Regions from separate parts of the Mus musculus genome. Here all the other regions are linked to region 3. Evidence: chromatin contacts called from public Hi-C data. All regions are on one chromosome and are shown on one strand. The core of a region is the stretch at or near the end of the contact, and the rest is flanking DNA. Distances in the headings are between cores, read along the strand shown.

Region 1 (3,410 bases), core at 280-2,779, 48 kb after region 3:
GAAGCCTTGAGCTGGAGTAAACCCTTCTTTTACAAGTTGCTTTAGTCAGATATTTTCTTCAGAATGGATGAGCAAAGTTGCTGGTGCTTCTTCCAGGCTGTACCACACCTCCATATGCATCCTCCGGGTCTACAAGCTTCTCTGTGCAGGACCCCATGCAGCTTCATGCTGTCAGGTCTGCAGTTCTGAGTCATGTTCTTCACATCTCTGGTAGCCCACCCTCCCCTTTTCTCCCTGCAGGGTCAGCAGCTGGACATCCCGCCTCCTTGGTTTCCTGCCTTGCCTCCTGTTGGCCTGCAGTGGCTTCCAGTGTTACCATTCTCTCCTCAGCCATCTTCTGGCCAGTGGTTTCTTCCTGTCTGTCCAGCCTGTTGTCGGCTCTGTCTCTCCCACCCTTAGTTTTGGTTTGAGAAGTCTAGTCTGGTTCTGTTTGTGGAAGTGGCACTCCCCATACTGGGGTCTCCCCTCAATCCCTTCGGTCCTTGTGATGGTTTATCTGAGTCTTCACTATTTGCTGTGTTTTCCTGACTCTTAAGTGACTGACTGATCTTGAGTCAGGGTTTCTCTGTGTAGCCCTGGCTAGCATGGAACACACTATGTAGACCAGACTAGTCTTGAACTCACAGAGATCTACTTGCCTGTGCCTCTGGAGTGCTGGGAAGGTGAAAGGCATTCACTACCATGTTGGGTCATCTTTTTTTAAGCTGTATCTTGTTACAGAAGGAGAATGGAGAGGCTGTTGGGCCTGATATTATATTATGTCTGTGTTGAATGCATAGGCAGGCTAGGATGAGGCTCCCCTACTGAGGCCTGGTACCTAGTGGCCAGAGTGATTTTTTTTTCCTTAAATATAAGCTCAAATTCCTGTTAATGGAGCTCTTACCATAGGGTCAGGACCCTGGCTGTGAAGGGAGCAGTCTGTCTGGTGCTCTGGGTGTCCACTTACATGATAAGGGGGAGACTAGGTCCTAAGAGCTGTAGCAATCTGTGGAATCAGGGCTCGGACCCCACCCACCCATGTCTCCCCGTCTCCCTGTCTCCCCAGCCTTTGTTCTGGAGAAACACAACCTGGCTGTGCCTGCCACTCTGTCTTTGTCTGTTTTGCTTATTTTTTTTAAAGGTCCTGTCCCAGTCCCCATCAGCACCAGGTGACAGGAGAGGGTAATGTAGGTGTAGCCAGGTGGCTTCTTGTTCTCACTCTCAGACCTGGGTGCGTCTCATCTGAACGCTGGTCTCTTATTTCATACTTTTTCTTTGATCTGAGATCTTTCAATGCTTTGGGAGTAAGCAGGAGAAGACTTGGGGATCCTCCCACGGCATTCTCTCCCAGCACACCGTGGTTGTTTTGTGTTCAAAGCTGAGCCTGGCTGCAGAGGTTCTCTGGCCTTCCTCAGCGAGGGGTGGGGGGAAGTGGAGGAGTGGGGCTGGACCCAGCCCTTCCCTGCCCCATCAGAACAACTTAGGGCTGACTCAAGGGTCTGTAGTTGAGTGCAAAGAATTGGATGTGTCTGTAGGAGGGGGTCTGGAGGACTTTGCCCTTGGAGCAGAGGCTGTGGGCCATCAGCCAGGCCCCTGCCTCTGCATAGCACATACCAGGAAGAGTCTGGTACTCACTCCCCCACTCTCCCTCTGCTGGTTCTCCAGGGACCAGATTCTTATCTGAAAAGCTGCCTTCTCAGGCCCCCAGCTTACCACCCCCCCCTCCCGATCTCAGCTTAACTCTTCTTTATCTCTCTGCTGTTCTGGAAAGAACTTTCAGACAGAGGTGAACATTAGGTGGCTCCTCAGTCAGACAGGTGTCACCCCCCACTCCTGGTGTGGTTGCCTCCAGGGGCAGCGGCCAGGCCAGGCTAGCAGGACAGAAAGGATGTCTTTGTTCCTAGTCCCCAAACTTCTTCCTTGTTCCCATTTCCTTTGCTTTGGTGTGGGAATTTCTTCCTTTTCTTCACTTCCTTCAATCCCAAGATGTCTGTGGGCCTGATGTGGTAGCATGGTGGAGAAAGGAATGTCATTCACACTTGAGTGTAAATTACATCAAGACTGTCCATTCTCAGAACATTTGTTATCTAAGTCTCAGTGGGGAATGAGAAACTCTGGACTGCATTACAGATGTTCCGGGGCATAGCAGGAAGAGATGGAGGAGGCTGATCTCGGGAAGGAACTTCCAGAGCCCTGGCAGTCGTGCATATAAGCTGCCCCGAGTCCTGGCTTGCTTTGCTCACAGTTCATGTTCCAGGGCAAGGATTTTGAAAACACGTGGCTGAGCCTGACTTGGAACCTAGCCAAAGGCTTGGAGTGGAGGGAACTGGACTTGCTGGGCTAGGCAAGGCAGAGGAGCATCCTAGGAGACCCCACTAAATCTTCCCTTGTTTTTGCTTCTTCCTCCTAGAGGAGGAATCCATGTGGCCCCAGGCAGCGCTGCCTTTTGACTCTTCCAAAACACATCGCAGTAATTCCCAGAAAGACATCTGCCCAGTGCACTGAGGACACACAGCCAGAGAGCAGGGTTGCTGATGCCCAGAGGTTGCTGGGAACAGACGGGGTGGGGGTGGGGGGAGGTAAGGAGCTGCAGGCAGAGGCATGCTCAGGGCCTCTCATTCTAACCCTCCACCAGAAAGAGAGCTCTGCCTCTCATCTCTGAAAGACCTTGTGTGTGTGTGTGTGTGTGTGTGTGTGTGTGTGTGTGTGTGTGTGTGTGTAGGGGGGGGTATATATGTGTGTTTGTGTGTGTGTGTGTGTGTGCACATCTGTATATGTATATCTTTGTGTAGTTAATCATACATGCACACTCCTGAATATGAAGGTCACAGGTCAACCTTGGGTGTCATTTTCCAAGAGCTACCTGTCTTACTTTTTCGTGCCAGTCTCTCATTGAAACCAAATGGAAGTCCAGCAAGTCCCAGGGCCCTACCTGCGTCCACTTGCTGTGATTACAAGACTATGCCTAATGTTTTAAGTGGTGCTAGGGATCAAACTCATGTCCTGACTAGCAGATGAGCCATCTCCCCAGCCCTCCAGACAATCCTTTAGTTCATGCAAAGACAGTGTTTCCCTCCTTTCTCCCTGAGCCTCGTACCATGTCTTAGGGTCTTACTGCTGTGAACAGATACCATGACCAAGACAACTCTTATAAGGACAAGATTTAATTGGGGCTGGCTTATAGGTTTAGAGATTCAGTCCATTATCATCAAGGCAGGAACATGGCAGCATCTAGGCAGGCATGGTGCGGGGGAGGCAGGGGAGCTGAGAGTTCTACATCTTCATTTGAAGGCTGTTAGCAGAATACTGCCTTCCAGGCAGCTAGGATGAGATTCTTAAAGCCCACGCCCACAGTGACATACCTACTCCAACAAGGCCATTCCCTAATAGTGCCACTTCCTGGGCCAATCATGTGCAAACCATCACATACC
Region 2 (2,970 bases), core at 310-2,809, 38 kb before region 3:
TTCATGAACCTCACCCCACCCAGATCCAGTCATGCTCAGTGGCACTCCAGAGACTCTCAGCCCCAAGGTCAGATCCTCTCCATTCTCCATCTCCCTCCATTCAACCCCCTGGGTCACCTATCTATGGTTCTACCCTAGCACATACCCTCCCCATCATTTTTCTCTTTCTCTGAATCTGGATCTTTCCCCCACCCCCACCCCCTTCCCTTCTCCCTCTTGCTCCAGCCCACTCGCTCCTGGGCCTCTGCATGCTCTGGGTCTCATAAGTCCAGGATGGCCTTAAACTTGCTACGCACGCAGCTCAAGCTGACCCTCCTGCCTCTACCTCCCAAGTGATGGGATGACCGGCCCATGTCACCATCCCTGCTTTGTGTAATGCTGAGAATTGAACCCAGGACTTTGTGAATGCTAGGCGAACATTCTACAACTATGCTACATCCTCAACTCCACTGGGGGCTCTTAGAAAAATGCCTTATAAATATATGCCAGGTTCTTTTCTTCCCCAGGGCGCCTATTTGCTTGAAATGCCTCTCTCTCTCTCTCCTCTCTTTCTCCTTTTCTTCTTCTTCTTCTTCTTCTTCTTCTTCTTCTTCTTCTTCTTCTTCTTCTTCTTCTTCTTCTTCTTCTTCTTCTCCTTCTCCTTCTCCTTCTCCTTCTCCTTCTCCTTCTCCTTCTCCTTCTCCTTCTCCTTCTCCTTCTCCTTCTCCTTCTTCTTCTTCTTCTTCTCCTTCTTCTTCTTCTTTTTTTAAAAATAAGACAAAGTCTAACTGAACCTATAATCCACTTTTGTAGACAGGGCTAGTCTTAAACACACAGAGATTCCCTGCCTCTGATGTGAGCTTCCACACTTGCCCTAGAATTTTTTTTCAGCTGGTCCAAGCTTAAAAGTCAGAGGTGCCTTCCGATGACCCTTGCTGGCACTGTCTCTTAGACATGCCTTCCTCTTACATCACTTTCTGTCTTTCTTTGGTCTTTAAAAAGACCAGTGTTCACCAGCCAGGTTCCACCCTACCTACACTGAGCTGTCTTCTTCTGGGAGCCCACACTTCCTCGTCCTCAGCTCTTGCCTTACTTCCACACAGTGTTTCAAAGCAGATCATATATTTTGGCTTCTGGTGGTACCAGAGGCATAATGTTCTCTGTGGAGAGGAAGGCTGAATGGAGTTGGTGGCCCCTGTTCCTTCCCAGGCTCCTCCACATTTCCCCTCACCCCCAGAGGAGGTTCCTGGTCCCCCAGGGCATAAAGCACTGCAAGAAGTGGCTTAAGAATGGGGTGGCTCTTGGATGCTGGATGTTAGGGACAGCCCTGCATGGGTCACAGTTTCTTTTAAACTGTAAAGAGGAGAATTGTAGGACATAGTGGAGGGATGGATTAAAATCTAGCAAGTGACCAGGACAAACTGTGACCAGGCAGAGGCCCTGCCTCAGTGGGGGATGACCTGTACTATTGTCCCAGGTCACAAAACCCCACTAGGAAGGCCTCACCTTTAATACCCTTTAATACTTACCCAACAGTCCCTGACGGGCAGCTGCATGGAATAGGCATGCTTCACCACCAGGGGGCAGCACAGGCCCTCACATTGGCTTCCCTGGGGACCTAGCTGTCTTCTCACCGCCTAGAGTCCAGAGGCCAACTCCCCAGAGCCCGCCAGGCAGTTCTCAGCCCCTTCCCTAGTTCTCAAAAACTCCAGAAGGGACCCCACAACATCCTGGCCACAGGGACTGTGTCTGCTCAAACCACAGCAAAGATATCAGAGGCTCTGTGCTGTGGCGTTCAGGCCCCCTGGGTGTCTGACTGGCCTCCTAGCCTGCCTTTCTACATGCTCTGGCGTGAGCACACACCTTCTCCCAATGTACACTCATGCTGGCTCACAGGTTTGCAGTATAGCTCCTTGTGCACACACTCCTCCAGGACTCTTGGACAGGCCCTCAGTGTCATCACCAGGCTGCCCGGGCAGCATCCCCTCCCTGCTGAGGTGAAGGTCAGCAGGTTGGTTCCCCTTCCTGGTTGTATCTATCTTCTTCACCATGATCTTCCTCCCCCGGATGAAGCCTCCCTCTTAACACAGGACTCTCTCTCCTGGAGTGAATCCTTCTCAGGGTGAGTCCTTCCCCCAGGTTCTCCCCTAGAATGAGTACTTCCTCCTGCACAGGACCCTCTCTCCTAGAGTGAGTCCGTCTCAGGGTGAGTCCTCTTCGCCTGTGTCCTCCCCTGCAGTGAGTCCTCCCTTCGGACTCAGCTGCTTCTTCCTGGATAACTCCTCCCTCTCTGGGTCTGCCCTCCTGGAGTCCATCTTGGCAGCCAGCTCCCACAGATTTTCTTCAGTTGCTCTTACGGACTCACATTCCCCAGGAAGGCAGGGCTCACACTCTCCTTTCCTCACCCTGTGCCTCAGAGTTGCAGCTCTGGGGGCCTATGGCTGCCCTGGCTACAGGGTTTGAGCTTGCCCCTCCCAGCACCTATGCTCAAACCTGCCCCTCCTTGAAGCAACAGGTTCTGTGAGGTCAGTAGAAGCTCAGAGGCGTGGCCCTTCTAAATCTTGGTTGAGGGAAGGTGTGTGTGTGTGGGGGGCATTTGAAGGCCACCATTGTCAGTATAAACAGTGTTTTGGAGGCAGGATGCCAGTAATGGTGGCCTGCATACCCTAAGACATGCAGAGAGGGACTTGCTGTAGTCCCCCGCTCATCCTAACTCTCTGGATAAGGAAGACCCGGCACTTCGGTCCTCATAGTACCTTGGCTTTTCAGGGTCTCTGGTTGTCACTGTCTGTCAAATATCAAATGACCTATTTGTCCTTCAAGGAATAAAGCCCAGTGTCCAGAGAGAAAAAGAAGAGGCAAGCTCAGTCTGGGAGTGGAAATGGCCCTAGATCCAGAAGAGTCTTGAAGGGAGGCACGGCTCTAGGTGGCTGCAGAGTCCAATGTTGCATTTGGGGCCGTGTGGATCCTGCAGCCAACGGACATTAGACA
Region 3 (3,317 bases), core at 172-2,671:
TCCACGTGGTCTCCTTGGCAGACACCAGGTACAGGGCACACTCTGGGGGGGCTTCTTAAGACTTCCAGGGAGAGGAAAAGTCCCAACCTGGCACTAAATGTCTCAAGCCAGACTCAAGGAGGCAAGGTAGAAACAACAGGGCTCACTTGGCTGGGGATGGTTCTCTGTGGTTCACCCACTAGAGTCTTTTCCATTCAGAGCAGTGTACAGGGGGATCAAGTGCCCCCTTCCCTCCCACCCACCCCTGAGGTTCGGCAGGGGGAGGAGCCATGGCTCATGCCCCTAGCTGGGAGCCCCTTCCCTGTGAGAGTGCAGTGGGTGCCACACAGTGTCTGGGACCTGTCTCCATCAAGGTCCAACCAAAGCATTAGTGGAGAGTTGACTTGGCAGGTGACCCGGGGTCCTTAGCACTCTCTGTTGTCAACAAATGACTCTCCCCACCCCAAAAGTTGAGACTGGACTCCCATCTGCCTACTCCCCTCCCCCAAACCAGCAGATTAACGTTTTGTTTATGGTCCTTCTGTCCCACAATTTATGATAGTTATTTAGAAATGTCACACAAAAGGCACCTCCTCTGAGCAGTGGGGTACTCAGAGTGCCCATCCCACAGAGCCTCCCAGAGAGCAGGGTCTCTGTATCCCTGCCCAGACAGAGCCTGCCCAGCAGCAGGGGCCCAGGACAAGCTAGCAGCCAGAGGCTCAAAGCTCTTGGCTAAATCCTCTTTGCTGCAGTTAATGAGAATCCCCACGTTCCCTTCCACCCTGGGCTATTCTCAACTATCCAGAGTCTTAAGTTCTGCACAGGTGGGGCTTACCCTAAAAGGTACCCTAAAACTCCCTGGATTTTGTCCAGAGGGTGATGGGTCACATCTATAATCTCAGTATTTGAGCGATGAAGGCAGGATTGTGGTCAGTTTGAGGACAGCCACAGCAACATAGCATGACCCTCTCTCAAAATCCTTCCCCCCTCCCCATTTATGTAAAATAAAAATCAAATAGTGAGTGTGATGAACACCCCACTTTAATCCCAGCTCTGGGGAGACAGAGGCAGGTGGGTCTCTGTGAATTCTAGGGCAACTAAGGCAGCAAAATGAGACCCTGACTAAAAATAAAATAAAACACCGCTGCCCCCCCCCCCCACCACCACCTCACTGGCGTTAGTTAGCCTTTTCATCTCTTCCCACAAACTGGCAGAGTGGTCGCCCAGGGTCCTGCGGGTTAGAGGCGGGGCTGGCCCACCCTGTGAGCCTCCCCTGTCCAAGGCTGCTCCCTGGGGCCAAGCTAGAGTTGGGGGCACCTCCCATGCAGTGGGGGGCGGGAACAGGGCGGGGCGAGGGCGCGGCTGCAGGTGACCCCGTGACCCCCGGGGCGGAGAACTGGGGGACCCCAGGACTAGAGCGCCGGGGGCGGAGCAGCGCGGTGCAGGCAGCTGGGCTCAACCTTCCTCCCGCCTCTGCCGGTCCCTCTGCTGGACCCAGGGCGTCCGGAGCGAACACATCATGCAGGACGCGCAGGACAGCGACATCGGCCTGGAGGGCTTGACCCCAGAGGGAACCTCTGCGGACCGAGAGTGCCAGCGGGGACCGGAAACAATCGCGCACGAGGCACAGGACGCAGGAACCCCCAACTCAGGTGGTAGGATCTTCCCTGAGCCGCTCTGCAGGAGAGCGCAGGGACTTGGGTGGAGGTTGCAGGGGACATGGACGGAGGGACAGACAGACAGACAGAGAGACACGGTCAGTTGCTGCGCGGGGGTGGGGTGGGAGCTAGTAGTGCCCCCCCTCTCGAGGGAACCTGGCATCCCTAGAGGGAGTCTGTAGCATCCTGGAGAGACCCTGTTAGACCCCCGAAGAGGGACCTCGCCTGTCCCCTGGAGGGACTTAGGCCACCTGGTTTCGGACTTCCCCGGAGGCATCCCCAGCTTGCTACATCTAACTGCTCCTGGCAGATGTGAGTCTTCGGATGTTTTTACAGGCACTATTAATACTCTTAATATTTCCGCACTGTTGTGGAGATTTATTTGGGAAGTAAAGTAACTCGATGACTCGAAGTCATAACGGAAACTGCTGGCAGAGCAGGGAGACAGATGAGGTCGGGAAGCCAGGAGGGGAGGGGGAGTCCTGGCTACTAAGTCATCACCTTGGGTGTTTTTATATGAATAATTTTCAAATAAATGACCCAGGAAACGTTTCCTGCATGTTATCCTCCCAGTTCAGAGGTTATTAAATAAACCCGGAGTGGGGTGGCAGGAAGACGTGGACTTGATCACACAGTTGGAGTTTGCTGGGGCTGAGCCCTGGGAAGGATGCTCTCTCTGCAGCCTCCCTCCCTGTCTTCACTTAGACTCCCATGAAGCAACTTATCCCATGTTCTTTTCAAAACGACCCAATTTGGCTTTTTCAGCATCAAATTAAGGTAGAGGGGCACGCCAATACCAGGGTAAGAGCCAGGGCTTCTGCCAAGGCTGGTGCTGGGTGGCCAGACCACTCTATCCCCCTTTCCCTCCCCCTCCAGCTCATATTTCTGTCCTTTTTGCAGCCAACCAAAAATGCCAGCACTGGGCTGGTTCTGGGTGAGCATCTCACTGGGTGCTGGGCACTGGAAGCAGGACTGTGGGTGTTAATCCTCTGACAACTGTAGGCAGTGGGACATGGCCTTTCCCACTCCACAGACTGGAAAACTGAGGCTTCATAGAAGACAGGGTGGCACCACCTGGGTGTAGCTGTTGTGAGGGTCCCCTGACTCCATCTCAGGCAGAGTCTGGATCATGCAGCCAAGATCTGATGAGAGAGCCTTATCTTGGCCTGTGTCTGCCAATCATTGTAGCAGGGAGGCCTGGGCTCTGCTCGCTTCCTGGATGTAGGCCAGGTGGGTCTCAGGTGTGGGCATCTGGGTTTCCTTCTGCAATAGGCTGGGTAGAACAGGTTCTGGATGGGCATGGGGGGCAGGATGACCACCACATTTGTAGAGGGGATCCCTCCGGTCCATCCCTCTGCATCCCAACTTTTATTCGGGCCATGTGCCGGGCCGGCTCTTGTCTCTCTGCCATCCTGGGCATCATCAGAGACAGGAGTAAGATCCGAGGACTGGTGGGCCAGCTTTAATGTCTGGGTTTACATGGGTGTGTGGTCCCACACCACAGGCATGCAGAAATGCTGGACATGTGTGAGCGTGGGAACAGCTTGGGATAGAATCAGAGACCCGAAGCTGATAGCATTTGCTGGTACAGACTGCAAGGGAGCCTCGCACTGCAGGACATAGAGAAGCCCAGTGATCAAGGTTGCTCCGTCATCTCAGTTTGAGCCTGAGAGGACAACC

The links. A called contact is a pair of places that touch in the nucleus more often than the background predicts.
Region 1: a Hi-C map of uterus shows a contact between it and region 3, with 5 times the contacts expected there. The contact joins the enhancer-like site here to the promoter of Ano1 in region 3. A contact is called at or near these places in 2 of 39 promoter capture datasets (the 3T3-L1 cell line and second pharyngeal arch cranial neural crest), 6 of 484 Hi-C or Micro-C datasets (embryonic fibroblasts, nephron progenitors and uterus), 4 of 115 datasets of contacts at active chromatin or transcription factors (embryonic fibroblasts, embryonic stem cells, neural tube and 1 more) and 2 of 9 other capture datasets (adipose tissue and pancreatic islet).
Region 2: a Hi-C map of uterus shows a contact between it and region 3, with 4 times the contacts expected there. The contact joins the enhancer-like site here to the promoter of Ano1 in region 3. A contact is called at or near these places in 1 of 39 promoter capture datasets (embryonic stem cells), 3 of 484 Hi-C or Micro-C datasets (all in uterus), 3 of 115 datasets of contacts at active chromatin or transcription factors (double positive thymocytes, extraembryonic endoderm stem cells and trophoblast stem cells) and 2 of 9 other capture datasets (embryonic stem cells and pancreatic islet).

Annotation. Positions count from the first base shown.
Region 1 is chr7:144,688,195-144,691,604 of GRCm38.p6, reverse strand. All of the region lies in intron 1 of Ano1 (anoctamin 1, calcium activated chloride channel), which reads left to right. Among named protein-coding and RNA genes, the nearest start is that of Ano1, 49 kb to the left of the region's middle. Within about 2 kb of position 1,529, at least 20 of the 459 cell types and tissues checked have an H3K27ac peak or open chromatin away from gene starts, as enhancers often do. A contact at or near this core is called in adipose tissue and uterus, where this site is marked.
Region 2 is chr7:144,774,855-144,777,824 of GRCm38.p6, reverse strand. No RefSeq gene overlaps it. Among named protein-coding and RNA genes, the nearest start is that of Gm34964, 12 kb to the left of the region's middle. Within about 2 kb of position 1,559, at least 30 of the 459 cell types and tissues checked have an H3K27ac peak or open chromatin away from gene starts, as enhancers often do. A contact at or near this core is called in uterus, where this site is marked.
Region 3 is chr7:144,736,677-144,739,993 of GRCm38.p6, reverse strand. Ano1 (anoctamin 1, calcium activated chloride channel) reads left to right here and starts at 1,421. Exons shown (of 26, transcript NM_178642.6): 1 at 1,421-1,631.